Regions from separate parts of the Neogale vison genome. Here region 2 is linked to region 1. A link is a contact called in public Hi-C data. All regions are on one chromosome and are shown on one strand. Each heading gives the region's core, a stretch centred on a gene start, on an enhancer-like site or on the middle of the called end of the contact. The rest is flanking DNA. Distances are from core to core; before and after follow the strand shown. Region 1 holds the start of MTFR1L (mitochondrial fission regulator 1-like). Region 2 holds the start of PAFAH2 (platelet-activating factor acetylhydrolase 2, cytoplasmic).

What was found. Hi-C and Micro-C count contacts between places; a contact is called where the count stands out from the background.
Region 2: a contact with region 1 is called in a Hi-C map of fibroblasts, with 4 times the contacts expected there. The contact joins the promoter of PAFAH2 here to the promoter of MTFR1L in region 1. A contact is called at or near these places in 2 of 3 Hi-C or Micro-C datasets (fibroblasts and muscle).

Annotation. Positions count from the first base shown.
Region 1 is chr2:19,121,327-19,124,732 of ASM_NN_V1, reverse strand. It overlaps MTFR1L (mitochondrial fission regulator 1-like), which reads right to left and starts at 1,643. Exons shown (of 7, transcript XM_044237482.1): 1 at 1,565-1,643.
Region 2 is chr2:19,283,064-19,286,469 of ASM_NN_V1, reverse strand. It overlaps PAFAH2 (platelet-activating factor acetylhydrolase 2, cytoplasmic), which reads left to right and starts at 1,700. Exons shown (of 11, transcript XM_044237488.1): 1 at 1,700-1,794.

The DNA of each region.
Region 1 (3,406 bases), core at 394-2,893:
TCACCTGTGGGAGAGGAGTAGTCACTCACATTACGATACAAATGCGGAAAGGAAGCTGGAGAGAGGAAGTGTCTTAAGGTTACTCAGTGGCCACGCCAGTAGAAAGCACTTCAAGTCTGATCCAGATTCTGCTGCCTTCTGCATGGGCTCAGCTCCATGCAGTTCAAGCCTTTTATCAGAGTTCCTCTGTGTGCCAGGCTCTGTGCTAAATATCACGGCCTGCCACGAGTTTCACACAACAGTGCTTCCCTGTGTTTCTCACTCTAGACACTACAACCTCTTCCTCTCCAAACTTACCTCCAAAGACTCGGGCCTAACACAACAGCCAGAGGGATCTTTCTAGGACACATTGCTCCTATGTTTAACCCCACTCCCCACCCTGCCCCACTAGAGACAACAGGGTAACATCTAGACGGGATGGCCTGCAGGGTCCTCTACAATCAGGCCCAACCTAACTAGACCAAACTCCAAGGCTTACAACTGGGCCCCTATACACTTGACAGCCACACCTCCCATGTTCCCCTTGCCCTTCAGCCATGCTGACCACCTCTCAGCTCCTCTTCACAGATCCAGTCTGCCTGAAACACCAGCACCTTCTTCACCAAGCTCATTCTTCAGAGCTCAAGCATCACCTCCCCTCCCCTGACAGATCCTTACTGCCTCCCCTCCCCCAGCACCCCACGTTTCCTTCCCAGTTCTCTCACAGTAGTAATTAGAGCCCGCGTAATCAGCTGTCTGTCGCAGGGCAGGAGCTTCCCCAGGCACAACACAGTGCCTGCCTAGTCCCCAGTGAGCACGTCAACGTTTGCTCACGAACGAAGAACTCTGGCTTAGCCTTCACCTCCCTCCCTGCCCCAAGTGTCATCCGCTAGAAGACTTCCCCCAGTTCGCTGGCAACGCAGGTTGGTTCTCAGCACCCCTACGTTCCCACGACCCCTTTCCAGGCCGCTGTCATGGCCTGTTCACACACGCTCTCCCGCATTAGACTTGGGGCTCCCCTGGGGCAGGGTTTGCTCTCATCACCCCGGCACCGAGCACCCCACCGAGGTCGCCGCACTCGGTAGAACTTGGTGAGGGACAGCCCGCGTGAGCCCCAAGCGGCTGCATGAGGGGAACCGCTGCAGGGACCTTCCCCGGGACCCGCCTCCCCTCCCCCGTAACGGTCCGACCCCAAAGGGCCAAGGTCGGCCAAGTTCTCGCGCCGGCCCCGGTGGCCCTCGGACCCACGGGCCTGGGTCTGGGTCCCGAAGAAGCGAGGAGGCCGAAGTGGCCTGGCTGGCCGAGGAGCGCAGCCGAAACGATAAGCTTCTGCTGTAGCACAGCCACCGAAGCTGGGTGACTCGGGCGAGCAACTACCCCCAGGGCAGAGTCCTCCCACCCTCAGCCGAGCGAGGCGGACAACACGGGCTCCCGCGAGAACTGGCGCGGGAAGAGGAGCCGCGGGCTCCACACAGCCCCTGGCACTAGGCCTTGTCGACAGCCGGGCTGGGAGACCGCGCTCCCGCCTCCGGAGCGGCACTCGGACCTCGTCTCACCTCAGACTCCGGCTCCGGGACTCACTCACCTCACGGCCCCTCCTACCTCAGCGGGCCGCCCAGACTCATCCGCCCTCACTTCCGCTGACCCGCCCCCGGAAGCGATCCATCGCGCCTGCGCACCGAGCGGCGAGCCCCGCGCGCCCTCGGAAGGCGGACAGCGGTTCGGCGGGGGCGGGGCGGGGCTGCGGGCGGCCTCACGCGGGAATCCCGAGGAAGGGGACACGCCCACCCCAAGGCCACGCCCACACCGGCTCAGGCCTTGGGAAAACTTGACGGCGCTTGGAGATCCCTGCGGCCTAATTGGTCGCTTCCGCCACTGGTCTCCGCCTCCTTGCTCTTCTAGGGTAGTCCAGACCCGACCTCTAGCGGCGGGCCTGGCTACATCTCTGCCCGGACCTCAAATTGTGTGGCGTCTGCTGTCCCTCGGCTTAGGCACACTTGAGAATCCTTCCTCTGGCGTTCCAGGCCCTCCGGACCTACCTCTTGCCTCGCCTCATCTCGCCTGTCCGCTTTTCACACTTCTAGCTTCCCAGCCAAGATCCTCTACAGTCTTCTGTCCAACAAGAAGCCTCTCTCTCCTGTGACTACTGCCCTTTAGCTCTTCGCAGCTTGCTCGCTCTCTCTCTCTCTCTCTCTCTCACACACACACACACGGTAGATTCAGTGAAATAGTAGATCGATGGGCAAGACGCCAGAGGCACTGGGACAGAGACCCACATTCCTTTCAGGCTCACTCACCCACTCCATCTTCCCGCTTAGACAACACAGCCCCACCCCCACCCCCATCCTGGTCCTAATCCTGGTCTCCACGGCATCCAGGCCTGGGTCACGTGCTCTCCTCTGCCCTCTGCATACAGCTGTGCCTGGCTCCCCCGCTGCAGTTCTTGGGTCTCTGAGCCTGCAATCCCAGCTGCCGGCGGACAGGCTGGCTTCACAGCGGGGACAGGGTCGGGCAGTCCACACAGGACCTCTTGCTCAGAACTCCACACTTGCTTTAACACTCTGCCGTTGCCCTCTTTAATGTGTGTGTGTCTAAATTAACAAGGGGCCCTGCAGTTTTCAGTTTGCACTAGATCCTGCAAATTACATAGCTGTCTTAGCCAGGGACCTCAGCGGTCCACCCTGATCCTTACCATATTTCAAATGACGAGGGCTGACTTCCAGGTCCAGCCTTCTTTCCAGGATGGCAAATTGTTGTTTAATCATTGATTCTCCTGAGTTGCAGGAGCATGTGACTCTTGATCTCAAGGCAGATCTTGCAGATCACCCTTTCCTGGGGGTGTTAGATGCTGCCTTGGTGATCCATCCAGATCACCTCTACCCTCCCAGCGAACCCACCTTCCAGCTGTGCCGGCTTCACACAGCTGCCCCCTTCTCTGGAAAATTGCACTTACAACAGGGAGCCCATAGGCCCTAACCTGGGAATTTACTCCACCTCCCAAGTCAATGACTGACTGACACAGAGTACCAAAGACAGGTTGTACTCTGTGGTGAGGCTTATGTTCCAGAACCCTTCCCCCGTGATCATGCCCAGGCTAGGATTTGAGACTCTATTCCTGCTTAGCATCTTTCCTTCCCCCATTCTTCATTACTCCTTCATTACTCCTTTCTTTTAACTAAAAAAAAAAAAAAAAAAAAAAAAATTAAGGCTTTTTAAAAAGAGATTTTATTTTTTTTAAGTAAGTTTTATACCCAACATGGGTCTTGAACTCACAACCTTGAGATCAAGAGTCACATGCTCCTGCAACTGAGCCAGCTAGGTTCCCCTTTTTCACCTCTTCTTATACAGGTTTTTTCCTGAAGCGTACTCCCTTAAAAAAAATTAAAAATTACCTAAGGCCTACCTTAGGCTCTGTTTCTAAGAAATG
Region 2 (3,406 bases), core at 451-2,950, 160 kb before region 1:
GGTAACAAAAAAACCCAGATCCATCTCGAGAATGGCGAGGAGGTGAAGGTAGCTAGAGGCAGAGCAGAAGAGAGGACATCCCTGTCAGAGTGAGCAACACTTCTGGGGAAGTAGTGCGGGGCCAGGTTGAGGAGGACCTCCAATGCCAAGCCGAGGCACGGAAACTGAAGGGACCCCATGAGAGAAAAAGCTGTTTTTTGTTTTTGTTTTTCTTCCTTTGTTCCTTTTTGGGCTTCTATTCTTGCTAGACCTGCACCCTTGCCCTACACATGCCTTATTGTATGTATGTCCTCCTTGTAAGGGACATACATACTTTGTCCCTTGTAAGGGACAAAGAGTTAATGATACCTTTGGAGCCTTCCAGCACAATAGATAATATCTAAGGAACTACTAGGCAGAGCCATCTTGTGCATATTCCAAACCCCTGGTGCTAGAAATCTCAACACCAAGACCCCTAACTCCGAGGAGTGCGTGACCTGAGACCTTGTCCTTGTTTTGACCAGTTCCTGGATGCCTGAGAGGACACGTGCATGGTACCATGATTGTCTGCAAATCCCCCAGACCCCAAGCAAAGATGAGACTCACGCTCTCTTCCTTTCTGAGTCTCCCAGACGCTTGGCCTGTATCTGCTGTTTCTATAACCTCAACAAACCTCGTTTGTTGTTGAAATTGGGACCTCGTTCGGTAGGTAGTTGGAAGGTGTTGACAGTTTTTAAATCGCTTGAATGATCCAAATGTCTTACAGAAGTTTATAAGACTCGAGGATGTGGCTCTATCTACCTCCTCAGGTGTCTCTCCACTCCCTCCCTCACACTCCTGTGCTCCATCCCGCCTGAATATAAGGCATTCTTCACAATCCCCTTCCTGGCTAAGTCTTATTCCCTCAATTCTCAATTTTAGTGTCTCTCTAAGATCTCTAAGAAGCTTTCTGTCACTGTTCTATTTTCCCGAAGCCTGCGCAGGTGCCTCCTTTCAAGGTTCCTACAACCCCTCTGTTTCCCCTATTAGAGCACGTATCGCTGGTGGTGCACTTCTTCATCCGTCGGAATCCTCCGCTAGATTGTGATTTCATTTGAAGCTAGGGACAGTATCTTGTTCACCACCGTGTCCCTAAGAACCAGCATAGGGGCTGCAAAGGGATGACGGCTGAAGGGGCTGGGCTGGTGGGGGTGGAGCTGTGATCCCTCCGGTCCTCCCAGTTTTCTGTCGGCGAGTTTCTGAAGGACAATGGAAAATCCCAAGTGTCAACAAGTATCGGTTGGTAGAAAATGTGCGCTTAGCTTGAATGATCAGTTTCATATTCTCACAGAGTGCAAAGTAGGGGTAAATAAGAAAAGGGTCATAACTTCCCCCAAACTCCGCACTCCCTGAGAATAAGACGAAGCCATGGGTATTTGTAGGCACGCCCGGGAATTATTTGAGGAATGGTGAGGCGGAGGGTTACTAACTGGAACTATAAGAGGTAACCCTCCGCTCGAGTCTTGTAATCGTAGAGGCGACGCCTCAGACCGCCAGGGGGAGGAATCGCGCCGTACCCCGAGACTTGGGCGGTATCATTCAACAATGAGGGGACGCGTGGAACTCTGGGGATTGTAGTTTTAAGGGTCGCAATGCGCAATCTTGCGCGATGCACCTTGGAAGTTGTAGTTCTAGGCGAAGAGGAGGGGAGTGCTTTTAAGGGCCAATGATGAGTTCTGAAAACTACACCTACCAAAGGGCCACGGGGTTCGGAGTAGTTTCTGGTTTCGGTGGCGTTGACCTTCTTGGTTACTTCTGAGGGGTCAACTTGGCTGGGTAAGTTGGCTTGGAGAAAGCTCTTGTTCTGAGCTGAGCTACCAACCGGTTTTTTCATTCTCCAGCCGGGTTTGGGGGCTGCTTGTCTCAATCCCAGTAACTCTGGGATTAATCCTTCATTCTTTCCTGTTTCCTCTTCAGACACTTCCAGTATCTACCCTCACCCTTAATGCTCCCACTATCATCTCGCGCCTCCCGGCGCCCCTGGAATCCCACCCTGAGCTCTGGTGGTAGGACCCAGCCCCCACAGCCCCACTCGCTGCACACAACGTGACGTCCCCGAAACCTGGGCGTCTTTATGCCCCACGCCTCCTGTGTGCTTCTCTCTTCCCTTCACTTACCGCTGTTTCATGCTCGTGGAAGAAAGGTCGCCGTTCCCTCTTGTCACTGTGGAAGAGCCCTGGACTCAGCAGACCCAGGATCTGCCTGTCCCCCCGCAGCTCACTCGCTTTGTGACCTTGGATCTTGGGCAAATCAAGCAATCTCCCGGGGACTCCCGCTCTTCGTTTACAAAATGGAAATGGCAATTGCTCTGTCAGTCTTAGGGTGAGGCTCTTCGGTGGAGCCAATAAGCTAATATGTGTGAAAGGGCTTTTTAAACTGTAACGCTTCCACAAGCCAGAGAGGTTATTTTTGTTAGAATTATTAATGCTCTGGAACACTCTTATCTTGGTGTGTGTGTTTAAGATTTTATTTATTTATTTGACAGACAGAGATCACAGGTAGGCAGAGAGGCAGGCAGAGAGAGAGAGGAAGGGAAGCAGGCTCCCCGCTGAGCAGAGAGCCCAATGCTGGGCTGGATCCCAGGACCCTGGGATCATGACCTAAGCCAAAGGCAGAGGCTTTAAGCCACTGAGCCCAGGCGTCCCTTTATCTTGGGTTCTTTTCTCTCTCTGCCCCCTTGTTGCTCAAGCTAACCCCTTGAATGCTTGGTGTCTCCATTTTCTAAGAGCAGGATATTTCCTCACTTCCTCCAGAGACCAAAGGTCAGATGAGCTTTAAGTCCCCAGAGAGCTTTGTCTGAAAGGAAGCCCCAGAGAACTGCTTCTCTTGGACTCTGTCCTGAAATAGCCAGTGATGAAAGGTCCACACAGCTGGCAAAAGGGTGGCTGGTTTCTGCTCACTGGAAACAGGATCCCAGCAGGAGATGGGACAGCTGCATTGTAGGAACCGTCCATCTCCTGGGCTCTTGTGGGCCTTTTTAGTACACTCTGATTTTTGCTGGGGTGTTTCAGACTCAAGAAGGCTGGGAGAAAGGTTCCACTTTGCCAAAGGGTTTAATACAGAAAAGATGAAAGAGACCTTGACCCCTTGGCCAGGTATGATGAAATAGCATTGTTAATTAATTTTTAACATTTTGTGAGCGCTTAAAATGTACCAAGCCTTAGGCAATATAGCACTTTTCTTATTTATGTATTTTTTCAAATTTGTATGTATTTTCTCAATTTTCTTATTTAAATTTAACTTTTGAAGTGGCTTCATTTTACTTATAAAGAACTTGGGCTTAGAGAGGTCATGCTGTAGTAATTACTGTAGTTAGAGTTACTATCTCTGGTTATAGTGCCTTCTACATGTCAGGTGTTTTATATTCATTATTTAATCATTGACAACC